2 separate regions of the Oryctolagus cuniculus genome follow, and region 2 is linked to region 1. The links are chromatin contacts, called in public Micro-C maps. All regions are on one chromosome and are shown on one strand. Each heading gives the region's core, a stretch centred on a gene start, on an enhancer-like site or on the middle of the called end of the contact. The rest is flanking DNA. Distances are from core to core; before and after follow the strand shown. Region 1 holds the start of ZEB2 (zinc finger E-box binding homeobox 2). Region 2 holds the start of GTDC1 (glycosyltransferase like domain containing 1).

Region 1 (7,169 bases), core at 1,613-4,112:
TTGAAACGCGCGCGGGCCGCCCCGGGGAGCCGGGCCAGGGCCCCGGCGAGCACCCATCCGCGCCCCCCAACGCCAAAGCGAAACTTCGGCGGCCCCCTCCCCGCCCCCCGCCCCCAGCCGTGGCCCTGCGGCGCTTTGTGTTTGTTACTGTTTGGTGTGTTGCACCCGCGAGGGGATCACAGAGACAAGAATTACATCTTCGAAATGAGTCATAACTCCTGACCGTATGAGGGAATGCACACGGCGGTACAGTAAGACTGCCCGACCCAGGGCTAGGCGGACCCTTTGCTCCGAAAAGTGCTCAGCCCGGCTCGGGAACTTGGGGTGAGGCGAGGCTTTCTTTCGCTCTCATCTTTCCTCATTCTCTCCCACCGCCACCACCACCACCGCCACCGCCGCCACCACCGCCACCGCCACCGCCACCGCCACCCCCCCGCCCCCCGCCGCCCCATTTCCCGAGAGGAAAGAAAGAAACAAACAAACAACGCGAAACAGCCCCTGGATGAAGAACACTCGGGCAAATTGATAATAGTAATTATAGGAAGCCCACTCGCCCCGCGCCCCCTCCCCTTCCCTCTCCTCTCAGAGTTCAGCGAGGCACCGTCTCTTCCTCCCCCAGCCCTCTGCCCCCAAATTAAGATTTCCCATTCTCCGCCGCAATAAGAAATATAATTATAAGCCTCTTTGGACACCGTCCCTCCCCCCCCCACCCCGCCACTTTGACAATATTTGCTTAAGTATTTGCCCCCACCTCACTCGCACACATACTCCCCCACGCTGGTTCCCATAAATAGTTCCAGCAGAAATGTTGCTTTTTCTCCCCCCCCCCCCCCCCCAAGAAAGGAAAGAGAAAGTCCAACCAGCACGGCAAGACTTTTAAGCTGTCCTAAATGATCGTATCCTTTCTGGCTTCGAAACTTTTGTACCTAAAAATCGAGAGAGGCGCTGCATGTTTTCAGCTGAAACTGTCAAAACTTGGAGAAAGGGGACTCGGAGGCAGGCAGCAGAGGAGGAGAATCCTGAAACTCGGTGGAGGTTGGGAAGATGCTGTGCCTCCAGGATTAGTTTAAACAGGGGGCTATAAAAGATGTAACAGATGCAAACTGTAACACAAGGGCCATTAACCCTTTCTCTGCCGAGCACACTCGGTCCCCACGCCCCGCACCTATTGTCTCCTGTGCGAGCAGCTTTGCGGAAAACCTGGAAAGTGAGTATCAGTTTCCACACGTTTGCTGAGAGGGGAGGGGGGGTGCGGAGAGAAGGGGAAGTGGATGTTTCAGAAAGCACCTTAAATTTACCTAAGCATATACAGTAGGAGACGTTTCATTGAAGTTTGACACATTTTATCATTTCTTGCCTGTCCTGTTGAGTTGAAATTGGGGTGAGGGTGGGGGAGAGGAATCCTGAAATAAAGAAATGGTCACACAAGTGTCTGGGACCAAGCAGCTGGCCTGTCTGTATTCATGCTGAGACTTACACGCGATTGAATATAAATACATGTTTAATAAAGTAAGTTGTTAGCTTTATGAGCATGGGTGTGTGAGGGAGAGACAGGGCATTTGTGCTATAAACTTTATCTTTGCCTGTTATTCCTAACTCTGGAGTTAGCAATCGTGCCCTCCTCATTACAGGAGGAGCATGTAAAATATATGAGAAGGTGGAAGATAAACACATTCATGTTCGCAGGGCTCACCACTCTTCCTGGGAACTCCTGCTATCTCTCCCTCGACTTTCCAGTGCCAAAGTGTAGAATGGGATATATGTGTGTATGTGTGTCTCCTATTAAATCTATGGCTATGAGACTTTGCCATTTAAAATACAATTTCAAAAGTTAGGCTTATTTAAAACCCAGATATCCTGAAGTACTTTTCTTCCCAGCTGTAGTGAGCCCCCCCCTTCCACTTTGGTAAAGGACTCAAGTTCCATGAGGACTTTCACTTCTTTATTTATTATCACAGAAGTGAGGTGTTACTTCACACACATACACACACACAGAATGAAATAAAGAAATGAAACTCGCTAAGCAGACAAAAACAGGCAACTTTCTGCTTAGAAAACAGCCTTCCCCGGTGGGAGAGGCAGCACTGCCATGTCTAACAGCAAGACTGGCCCCCGAAATTTGGTAGGTTTGCATCGATCAAGTTTTGTAATTATTAACAGGTATTTGCCAAGTTTTAATTACTGACTATAATGATTTGGAAGTAGATGCAAAAATACAGCAGAAGCTTTCCCTTGGACGAGTTTTTATTTCAGCCATACAGTTCCCCAAAAAAACTTTTCCTAGGCAGGGTAGCAAAAGGCACCTTTGGTTACCTGAATGGACAGGTACAGGGCAAATTATTTTGGGCGGGGGACAAAAAGGAGAGAAAAGGAAGGAGACTGAGCGAGAGTGTGAGAGAAAAAGCGAGGAAGCCACTCTTGGGAAAAGCACGCCATAAAAGACTTCACCCACCTGAAATTCCTACCCACAGACACCCCTCTCACTTCACACTCACATCCCCACTCAAAATGAGAGCATTAGAAAGGAGGATGGGTGACGAGCACACCAAAAAAAGGATAAAAAGAGGGGAAAAAAGGAGGGGAAAAAAACCTACCTGCGAAGTCTTGTTTGTAGTTTTGGCCAGAAATGGTGAGAAGAAAAAGCATGAAGAAGCCGCGAAGTGTGGGGGAGAAAAAGGTGGAAGCGAAGAAACAGCTCCCGGAGTAAACTGCACAAAACCTCGCCAAGAGTGTCGGGAGGCAGGACCGTTATTCCTGCGGAGCAGGTTAGAACTGATCTCTTTCGGCCACTCCAGGAAACACAAACCTGGGGACGGACTGACGTGTTACGCCTCTTCTAATGACATTTTTTTCTTTTTCTTTTCTGTAGGAGAGAGAGGAGAGACCCTGAAACACGCGCCACCTATCTTTGTGGGGAGGGATAATTGAAGCGCCCTGAGCGTGAGCATCATGTGAAAACGTGATCGCCAAGTTTCTCTCTGGGAAAGGATCTGGGATAGATTATACCTTGAAGTCTCCGCAAACGCTTTAGTGGAAGAAATGAAATTCCACCTCCCTCCCTTCCTCTCTCCCTCCCTCTCGCCTCCCTCCCTCCCTCCCTCCCTTCTCCACGCCCCCCCCCCCCCCCCCAGCCTTTGGCATCATTATCCTCATCACTAAATCCTACAGAGTACAGGGCGGAAAACGGTGCACACCATTCACAGAACTGGAGAACTCCGAGGGGCGAAAGTTAAAGGGAAAGATCCCGGGTCCTCAATCTATATTGCCTCTTCTTGTGCAGATAGCTTAAGTGACCAGATTTGAGATGCACATCTAATAGCATGAGTATCTTAGCACGGCTTTATCCTTTCTCTTAAATTAAAAAAAAAAAAAAAAAAAAAAAGCCAGAGCTAGGGGGAGAAATGCTGTATGTGAACTGAATCTTAGGGGGTGTGTGTGTGTATGTGTGTGTGTGATTGGGATTGGAACCCAATATTTAAAAGTAGTTTGGCATTTTAATGAAGGGTCTCTAAGTAAATTAACATAGAGCACTGGGTTGACTGATCTTTGAGTCTCTCTACATCTCACCGAGACCTTACTACAAAGTGAGAGAGTGTGTGTAGGGAGGAAGGAGGAAAAAGAGAAAGGCCATAGAGGAACTTAGCAGGGAAGGGAGAGCGGGATATTAAACGACATGGGGTCTGAGTTTTGGAGTACTTTTTTTTGATATTGCAATTAAAGTAAAATTAAAAAGAAAAGACTCCACCTTTGCTCTGAAGGGATTGGTTATGCAAATATGGAAGGGATTTCCTGGAGAATACAGCTTTCTACTGTATGGTTAATTAAATAATCACTCAAAAGCTTCCAACGTGACGCTTCTGTCGTAATCCAATCAGGTTACATAGGTCCTAAACAAGAAAGATATTTTCCACATCTGGAAGTCAGCAATTTAGCAAGTACTGCACATTATTAACCAATTCAGAGCCCACTTCCCAGGGGAATTTTTTTTTTGAAGTTTAAGTGTTCTTAACCAATGCTCTGCTGTTTTGTTCATCAAAAAGCTGGTTTACACTGCACATAATTGGAACTAATATAGAAGTAAATAAAGACAGCCAAATTTGAGGATGCTGCACACAAGCATTTATCGGAAAAGGAAGAAATCTCTTAGCCTCCGATGGTTCAGGCTCAATTTCTTAAAGTCCTGGGAGGCTTTTTTTTTTTTTTTTTTTTAAGAGTGAAAGTACTTTAGAACCTCAAAGCACAAATAAACTTCCAATCCCACATATTTTGGGCTTCCTTAGAAAAGTAAGGTGAAGGTGGGAAGAGCACACAGAGCTGTCTCACACCAATTTTTCCGCTGTTAATACTGTTCAATATGTTACAGCCCTCTGTTTTCAGTCTGATGAAATCTGAAACAAATAATACCCTGATCCAACACTAGACTTTTACTTATATTAAGATAAACTGCTTTGAACTGTGCTTTGAATGTGTGCCTAAAGCAAGACTTTGAATGCAAGAGTCACTAGCAATTGCACTCAAAAGAGGGAAAAGCCACCACATGGGTTGCCACATCCACACTCCCAGAGGTATTTTGTATGTTGTATGTTTTGTATTCCGTATATTTATTTATTGAGTGCGTGTGTGGGGTGTGTATGGGGAGGGGGGAGAGTAATAACCACCCAGCATGACCACAGTTAGAGCTTGTTCCAGGTTGCAAAAAAGTCAATTTTCTCAGGCTCACCTCTTTCCCAATTTGAGTCTATTACAAAGAGAATAGTTGGATAAATGAGTCTCTTCCCATCCCCATAACAGATAAAGTATTTCCTACAAAAGAGGAATATTCAAGATCCGCAGTCTAAAAACAATTTAGTAGTCAAGAAAAAGATTTCCAACATGGGTCAGATACATTCTTAATTTTATATTTTACATTTATCTTGCCATTATATATCTAAACTAAATATACCTATGACTTATCAAGTTCCTCCTCTGAGATTTATCACCACTGTGAATATCTTCCTCCTCCTCTCTCTCTCATTTTTTATTTAGAAAATTGGAATCTGGATTTCTCTGGAAGTTTGCTTCTCAGCTGCCCTACTCCAGTGCTGGAGAAAGCAGGAGCCCATTGCCCACAGTTCAGGCAAAGCTCCCCTCCAGGAGCCCAGGTAGCTACTGGAAGCCTACAGCCCAGATACACAGAAGCATCACCTCAGGTCAAAGGATCCAATCGAATAGCTAACAAAACACTTGTCTTTATTATGTATATTAAATGTCAGGTTACTTAGGATCTGACATTAAAAAAAAAAAAAGACCATTAAAAGCACCTAATCATCTGATTACCCCGGGCTCAGTAATCGTTGGAGTGGCAGGAGGCAGCCCCCAACATTTAACACAGGGAGTTCCGATACACAAATATTTGATGGGGTTTAAACAAGGGAAGGGACACCAATAGTTCAGGTTTCCATCCAGGTGGACCCTTGGATCATGGCACGAGAAGGGTCCCTGTGAGGGCTGAGCGCGCAGCTAGGTTGCCCACCGCCCCTACTTGGCACGCCCCTCCCCAGGCGTTTGGCCGAGAGAGTTCCCAGCAGCGCAGATGCGTTGGGACCGGAGGAAGCCCGCATATAAATTTGTTCGGAACACTCAGTCCGAGGGCCAGGTCGGGGACAATAGGGATCGTGGGATCAGCGGGATGCAGGAGCGCAGGACGCAGGGAAAAGTCGAGAGAGGACTGGGGGCTGCTGGCTTTGGGCTCCTCCCGCAGGAAAACAAGTCCTGCAAATGAACTGCTCCTTTCTGGTCTTGTCTTCCCCATGAATAATCCACTCCGAGATCAGCGCGGAGGAAGGGGATTAAAACAACAGATACATACATGCAAATGTGAAATACTACTGCAGTCGACGTTGGAGGGGAGAAAACAATTCCTTAGGGTTTCCTTGGGTAAGACAAATTGCCTCCCTCAGGATTCCCTCCACTCAGGCAGGGTGAGAAGGATGCACTTTTGTTTTCCAGTTCCCGGCAGCCAGGACCCTGTGCCTGTCCCCCCATTCACCTCTCAGTCTGTCAATTTCCTCAACTTTCACAGCCGCTCCCCGCCCCCCGCTCCGCTCGCCCTCCCCAGATGCCCGGGGAGATACAATGTTTCTGCCCTTGAACACGCAGGCTGCAGAAGGAATTCGAATTTGGCCACAGCTAATTTTTTTTTAAAAAGCAAATTTTGTTTATTTTGTACAATGTAGAGAAAATAAGAAGAGGAAGAAGGAACCAGTTCTCGTTTAGAGACGGAATTGATCTTTCTTCTGGAGGGATTCTTTCGACCCTGTGTGGTTACGCGGGAGGTGGACAACTTCTTTTTAGAGTTGCAAGCCAAGGATGATAAGGGAGACCCCAGGATCGTGTGTGTGTGTGTGTGTGTGTGTGTGTGTGTGTGGTGTGTGTGTGTGTGAAGAGATGAGGGACGGCAGGGGTCCAAGCCGAGCCAAACGGTTTTCTCACGTGCAAACTCGCAATCCAATCCATTCGGAGTTGAGCCTAGGATAGGAGGGGAAAGTCTATTTTAAAAAAAATCCAGGAGCATCTCTCTGCGAAGCCCTTTGAAACAGAACCAAAACAGGACCAGAGAACCTCAGACCGTCCCTAACGTCCCTGCTGGGAGGCCCGCGGGCTGTGGAATCTCGCACGTCACCTGGCCCCAGCAGGACGGCCAGCTCAGGGCTTTATTTTATTTTTATTTTATTTTGTTATTATTTTCATTAATTTTTTTGAAGTCAGGGCTGCATTTCGGCTTCGGGGCTTTTGCCAACGTCGCCACTGACAGGAACCAGCAAACTTCAGGACCCAAATGAGCATCTTAATTTATTGATGCAAAACAGGTCTGCTTGTTGTCCCCAATTCTCGGCGCGCTCTGCCTCCCTCCCCCGCCCCGAGCTTCGGTCCCTCCATTTGATCTCGGGGACAGGCCCAGCAGCACAGGCGGAGGAGCACGTGGGGGGTGGGACCCCTCCCGCCGCCCGCCCCCGGACCCGTCCCCGCCCGGGCACCCCGCGACCCCCGCCCGGCCGCCCGGTCAGCTGACCTGGCCCGCTCGCCGGCTCCCCGCCCGCCGCCCCGTTTCCGGTCCCCGGGGTCCGCGAGCCGCGCTCCGAGCCCGAGCCGCGGCGGCCGGGAGGTGATGCTGGGGGCTGATTACCATG
Region 2 (7,169 bases), core at 3,270-5,769, 210 kb before region 1:
GGTGCTTGAACTTTGCCAAGGGTATGGTGAGATATCCTATCTCTTTAAGCAACAGATGCTGAGGGCACCAGAATAATTCTAGAGCCCTTCTCCTGTAGAAAATGCAGGTGTCTTAATGTATTTTCAGTCTGGGTAAAAGGGACTGATAAGGCACTGAATAGGCAGGTAGACAGACTGACATAAGAAACAGCAATGATAGAACCTGAGATGATTTGCTTCGAACAAACTAAACACCATCCTACTGCACCGGGACAAATGCTTCCAGTAAATAGCTTCAGCAGAAAATAAATGCTGGCATTCTATGACATTGCCCCTGTGAAGGCTATTAGCTATACACCTCTGCCAAAACACTCGATTGGGTTTTCCATCCGCTAGGCCCAAATTTTACCAAAGGCATTCAGAGGATAGAACTGTGTTACTTCACAAAAGGAACACCTGAAAAATTTTCTGTCTTTTAAAAATAAAACACACTATTCTGGTCTACTGAAGAAACCAGGGGCAAGCATTCAGACTAGCAGTTAAGACACTAGTTAAGATACCTGCACCCCACACTGGAGCACCAGGGTTTAAAACTCCTCTCCAGCTTCCTGCTATGAAGACTGGGAGGCAGGAATAACAGCTCAAGTAACTGGGATCCTCCCACCCACAGGAGAGGCCTGGAATGAGTTCCTGGCTTCCTCCTGGACCAGCCCCACTTGTTGCAGGCATCTGGGGAGTGATCCACCAGATGGGAGTTCTGTTTCCCTGTCTCTCAAATTAAAAAAATAAATAAATAAATTCATCTCTACTGTATTTTGAATAAATCTTTAAAAGAAATATGCCTAATTCCTACCCCTGGTACTATATTCAAAAGAAGTGAATTCAGCATATGAGATACCTACATGATCATGTTTATAACAGCCTAGTTCACAATAGCAAAGATATGGAATTGACCTAGATGCTCATCAACTGATAACTGGATAAAGAAAATAGAAAATACAGTATATATATGTAATGGAATATTACTCAGCCATAAATAAAAAATGAGGGCCAGGGCTATGGAGTAGTGGGTGAAAAAGCCACTGCCTGCAGTAACAGCATCCCATATAGGTGTCAGTTCAAGTCCCGGCTGCTCCACTTCCAATCCAGCCCCCTGCTAATGCACCTGGAGAAGCAGCAGAGGATGGTCCAAGTCCTTGGACCCTTGCATCCATGTGGGAGACCCAGAAGAAGCTCCTGGCTCTTAGTTTCAGATTGGCCCAGCTCCAGCTGTTGCAGCCATTTGGGGAGTGATACAGCAGATGGAAGATATCTCTCCCTCTCGCTCTGCCTCTCAGTAACTATGCCTTTCAAATAAATAAATAAATCTTAAAAAAAAAAAAGAAAAAATGAAATCTTGATATCTGTAACAAAATGTATGGAATTGGAGATTACACAAAGTGAAATCAGCCAAACATCACATTTTCTCTTAGGTAAGTTAATGTAACAGAGTATAAAAGTCGTGTAGATATATTATTTGATACACAGTTATAAATATTGTTTCACTGAATTATTCCACGTACATGACAATATACCCTTCTCTCCCCACATTATGATCACTGTCATGAATCCCACATTTTGGGATAGGACTATCCTTGTTTTCGAGAAATAGAATATATGTGTATGCATATACTATCTACCTATGAAGTGAATGTGGCAAAATGTTAAAAAATTGTTGCACATTAAAACTAATTTTTTATTAGAAAAAAAGAATATTCCTAAGAGAAAAAGATGCAGGGTTTTTCTCTCTTGCCAACATGAAGCTCAACATAACAAACAGAACCTAAAAGTGCTTAAAATATCAATTCAGAATAGCTTGCCAAAGCAGTCTGAACTTCAAAAGTTGTGTTCCTTTTAAAGGTCTATATGCTGAAAAATATATCCCTGTAAAGTGAAACCAAGGCTTTAGAACTTGGCCAGCAGTAACAATTAGAGCACCAGTTAATTCATGTTTGGCAAATTTTGCCCCAGTGGAAACTGCCATTTTCTAACTCAACTGAGGTGTTCCATAACTAAATTTAAATAATGTCCACTTCCAGTTTCACAGTGACTAATATTTTAAGGACAAAATTATCAATGTTAAGTTTCTCCTCCCAATTTGTCTTCAATATTTGGTTCCACATTATCTCTCTCAATGTTGTAACTCATTCTAACAGAGTTATCTGATTCAACACACAAAAGGAAATGAGGTACTTTGATTAGGGCTTCCAAGCACTCCACTACCTTGATAAATTTCATTAAGTCCAACAATGCCACAAGCATTTACACTATATTAAACATCATGCCATGGGAGATATAAAAAATTCACTCCACCCCAAGCAGACTCAGACTACATGACTCCTGCATTTGAGGCCCACCAAAAAAAGTGATGTTGGTGATGTGGGAATTCAATCATTACGAGTGCACAGGATCTCCCTTTCTAATATTCAGGTTATATATACCTTAAGTCTAAGAGCTTTTAAATACCAATCACCAGGGAGGGATACAGACTATCTTAATCAAGAATATGAATAAATAAGTGAAAATAACTACTAAATTCAAACAAAACTAAGGAAGTAACGTTTGTTTCAACTGACAGAATGTAAATAACTCCTAAATATAATTTGTATCATTATTAATGAATGGAATGGGTCTCAATCACAAACTATATACTTATATAAGCAAAAAAAAAAAACAGTAATTAGTTTCAAGATATCATAATCAAGCTACAGTACAAGAATATCCATTGAGCGTATCTGAATTAACTAGCTAAACTGTTAGTTAATTAAAGCAACTGTTTCTATTCAACTGCTGCTAAATCTCTCCCAAAAACTGCCTTTGGTTCTTAAATTTTCTGTAAAACAATGGGATAGGATTACACTCCTAAGGTGCCTTACATACAAAAAATTCTGTGCTTCCCTAGTTCACCAGATTAAAATGTCCACAGGAGTTCGAAACAGGAGTAAAGAAACAATCTTAGTTTCTCAAACTGGTACTGCTACAAAATGCACTGCTTCCTACCTCATGATAGTTCAGATTTTACATACTCATTGCTTTCAAGTTCGTCAAAGTTGGTTTCATGTTTCAAAACGTACTCCAACCCTGAATAAACTTTTTCATTAAATGCAGCAGGGACCCTAAGGAAAATATGGAACAAAAGGAAAGTGGGAGAGAGTTTATTCCAAGACAAACCTAGAATGTACTAATTAAAATTCAATACTGCACTTGGTATGTGGGTTCCTACAGAACCTGTCATGCTTACAGCATAGGGTTAAACGGGTTAACAGAAGCCAATAAAATGGCTCCACTGATCTCTGCAGTTTCTTTACCTGACCACTCTGTTAAGCTTTCAAATCAACTTCAGGAATAGCAGCAAGTAAACCCAGGCGAGCCAGGACACACGCGGGCTGCATACTGAAATCCACCTGGTGCGGAAAATCGCCGTCAACGCACGTTTTCCACTTCAAACTGTGCTACAGGTGGAGAAAAACTGTGAAGCCCCGCTTCACGCGGCCCCGAGGCCCCAACTTAAAAATGATCTCAAAGATAATCTAATGCAACACGGTTCCCTCCGAAGCCTCAAAGTTGTGCTAAAGCTGAAATGCATGTCTCACTGCAACTTAGCTGGGGACACTGCTGGAGTCACAAGACTCATAGTCAGAAAACCTTTCCTCCCCGAACAGCTAGCTGCCAAGGGAAACACCCAAGTGCTGAAACCTCAGGCAAGGATCGAGGGAGGGGGACACAGGGAGACCTCCATGCTGTGCGGACAGAGGGGGGTGGGCGCTGGGCAGCAACCCCCGAGTGAGGGTGACAGCGGGGCCAGGCGACAAGGTCTGCTTCAGCAGGGAGCCCGGCTCGCTTCGCAAGGGGCCCAGCGGCCGACGAGGAGACCCCTCCGCCTACTCGGGCCCCACAGCGAGCCCTCCCCCGCTCCGCGCCGCCAAACGGCGACGCGCCCCCCGCCACCCTCGCAGGCCCAGCGAGGAGGAAGCAGTGCGCCGGCCCGCGGGAAGCCGGCAGCACCACGGGTGGACGCCGAGGAGAACAAATTAGGACGTGGCCGGTTCGCACAGAGAACACGGAACGCACAGGCCTGGCTACCGCGCTCAGACAACCGGGCGGACGGCGGCGCCGGGAGCGCGGCGCGTGCGCCCGGGAAGCGCGCGGCCCTCAGCTCCGCCCCCCACCCCCAGCTCCCAGCCCCCAACCCCCACTTCTCGCGCCGCCGCCGCCGCCGCCGCCGCTGCTGCCCCACTGGGAACTCCGCGCCGCGCGGCCCCGCGAGGCGGGCGGCGGGGAGGGGAGGGGCTGCGCTCCCCGCCTCCCTGCCGGCCTGCGCGGCTCCCCAGCCCGGAGCCTACTCACCTCCTCCTCCTCCTCCTCCTCCTTGTCTCTCCCTCCTGGCCACCGGCGCGGCCCAGCCGGCGACGCGCTGACGCCGGGCCCCTCCCCCGCGGCCGCCACCGATGCCGCCGCCCCTCCCGGCCCGCGGCCGCCTCGGCCTCCGGGCGCGTCAGGCACAGGCCCCGCCCCTCGGCCCGCCTGCGTGCTGAGGCCCCGCCTCCTGCGAGGCCCTCGCTCGGCGGGCGCTGTGGGTCCCTGACGCTGCGGTCGCGCCTGACTGGGCGGTGCGCGCTGTTGGGTTCCGCGGGCCCTGTCCGGTCGTACCTGCCCGCTACCCGCAGGCCTCGCTTTGGCTCCCCGCCTGCTCGCGCGCTCTTTCCCCTCCTCTCCCGGCGTCCACGTGCGCCGCTGTAGCTTTTCCGTACTCTGCGCATTACACCTCTGGTCCTGTCCTGAGCCCGCGTTGCGCCTAGCCTTTCGTACTGGAAGGTCCACGCTGCCCACTAGGTCGGCCCCGCTTTCCTCACGCTGCTTTCCAGCCAGCCCCTGCTGGCCTGTCGATCTTCTCCGCGGCCTGCTGCAACCTCGGAGCTCCGGGGCGTTCCCGACTCCTTCCTCGTCACCTGTACTGCTCTGCAGCTCATACCTCCTCGGCGCCTGCTTAGCCAGCGCGTCCCCATTTCCCTTCCCCTGGACCCCTGTGGGCTCCTCGTTGGCAGGCTCACTCTCCTCTACCTGTATGTGGCACGTCCTGTGGGGTCTGACTGTCCCGTGTACTTCAAATATAGTTTGCGTATTCAGCAATGCACTTAACATGTAGAGTCACCTTGGGTCAGTTAAAATCGCGAAGCGATTGCAGTGTTGATGATCTTTTGGCTTGCACAGGTTTTCATACACTTTACGTGATAATGTATTATGACCGCTTAGATTTTACGGAATGGAATTTTCTGTGGGGGTTTATAATTCACGAATTTTGAATTTTTTTTTCAGTGCGACCTTATCTCACGTTTAGTCAGCTCTATTATTCATAAAATACACAGTCAGTAGAAAAAGTATGAGGAGCCTTTAGGTCTCTTGTGTGCTTGGTAAATGAGGTATTTGTCCCTTCCTCTAAATTTCTGTTACTCTGAATTAAAGGATTTTGTCTTTGGAAGGAAGTTGTGGGTTAAATGATTCAGTCACAGGCAAAACACGCGGTTGTCACTGGATGTTTGGTTTATTCGGCAACTTCATCTTTAAAACTGCAAGATGGAAGAATTAGTCTGTGTTGTGGAAATGAGTTAAGCACACCAAAATAAAGGAAACTGATTAGGCCTTTGGAGTTAACATCCACAAGTTGCTCTAAGTTATGTGAATAAACATTATTACCCTTAAATTGAACACATAAAGCTATCTTCCATTCTAAATAAAATCCACACTCTATGTGGACCCTCAAAGTTGAAAACCATTGTTGAATCAAACAACAGTGTTACAAGCATGTGAAAGCCTAATCAACCATCTGTCCACCCACTTTCACACAAATTGGGAAACAAAAAAGAGAGAACGCCAAAAAGGCTGAGAGTGAGAATTCCAACTACACAGGAAAGTAGTGAATCCTATTCTGTAGAACCAAGTACCTGAGAAACCCCAAAGGCAATGGCTGTTTCTCTGCTTTAGAAATAGAATCATACGTTCTTGTAACTGAAGTATCCAGTCTTCAGCATCAGTTGGAATCTTTCCGTTTTACTGAAAGAGATCTAAAGCCCAGAGAGGGTAAGTTGCCTACTCAATATTACTCAATTTAATTGGAAACAAATCCGGGATTCAAACTCAGACCTAGAGTTTCATGTACTTGCCAGCATGTGGCTAGAGTTAATCTTTACGTAAACTCTTCAGCGTCAGAATTCTTTGACTTAGCAGCTTTGCCTACATGGTTTGACTGATCTATAAAATTGAGCTTGGCATTAGCTAGCAAGGTATTGCTTTCAGAGGACATTTCATTCTACTTGTTCAAGGATTCCTGTTGCACAACTTTAATCTCACGCAGTTAGGCTTCATACACAAGATCCAGGCAATTCTGGTTTGGTCTCTGGTGCCACAATGCTACCAAGTGCATTCATCTTCAAAAGTGCCAAGGACTCCGCTTTTTTGTATGGGTTAAAAAGCTCCTGTTGTTAAGATTGCAATGTTATGGGTGAATTGAAATAGGAGAAGTAAAATGAGGGGCCAGCGGCTCTGTGGTGTAGCAGGTAAAGCTGCCGACTGCAGTGTTGGCATCCCACATGGGCCCCCTGCTCCACTTCTGATCCAGCCCTCTGCTATGGCCTGGAAAGTACTGGAAGATGGCCCAAGTGTTTGGGCCCCTGCACCCGTGGGGGAGACCTGAAAGAAGTTCCTGGCTCCTAGCTTTAGAAGGGCCCAGCTCCAGGCATTGCAGCCATTCCAGCAGATGGAAGACCTTTCTCTCGGTCTCTGCCTCTGTCTCTCTGTAACCTTGCCTTTCAAACAAATAAATGAATCTTAAAAAAAAAAAAAGTAAAATGATGTCAACATTAATAGTGAAGGACTCAATTACAAATTCCAACATTTAAGCTGGAGAACAGTCTACACATGTGAAGGGAAGACTTTGTTAAGAACAAAAAAAGACAAAAAAGGAAATTTATAATGTGGGTTGGATTGCAAGGGGGAGAAAGTAAAGGAAATTGCTTCAAGAAAGACACAAAAAAGAAAAAGAGTGTACCAAAAAATTGGGGAAAGTTAGATCAGCTGAAGTAAGAAAGCAGATTCATTTTAGAACCATAGCAAACCAAGCTAAAGAGACATAGTAGAGCCATTGATGCGGGGCC

The links. Hi-C and Micro-C count contacts between places; a contact is called where the count stands out from the background.
Region 2: a Micro-C map of ear pinna shows a contact between it and region 1, with 7 times the contacts expected there. The contact joins the promoter of GTDC1 here to the promoter of ZEB2 in region 1. A contact is called at or near these places in 5 of 6 Hi-C or Micro-C datasets (ear pinna, embryonic fibroblasts, psoas muscle and 2 more).

Annotation. Positions count from the first base shown.
Region 1 is chr3:97,906,908-97,914,076 of mOryCun1.1, reverse strand. ZEB2 (zinc finger E-box binding homeobox 2) reads right to left here and starts at 2,862. Exons shown (of 9, transcript XM_070070969.1): 1 at 2,595-2,862. LOC108176842 (a long non-coding RNA gene) reads left to right here and starts at 1,037. Exons shown (of 3, transcript XR_011387303.1): 1 at 1,037-1,207; 2 at 2,615-2,765; 3 at 2,870-3,382. It overlaps LOC103348754 (a long non-coding RNA gene), which reads left to right and starts at 6,578. Exons shown (of 3, transcript XR_011387304.1): 1 at 6,578-6,848. LOC138849002 (a long non-coding RNA gene) reads right to left here. Exons shown (of 2, transcript XR_011387302.1): 1 at 7,166-7,169; 2 at 6,173-6,507.
Region 2 is chr3:98,118,582-98,125,750 of mOryCun1.1, reverse strand. GTDC1 (glycosyltransferase like domain containing 1) reads right to left here and starts at 4,519. Exons shown (of 9, transcript XM_070070977.1): 1 at 4,366-4,519.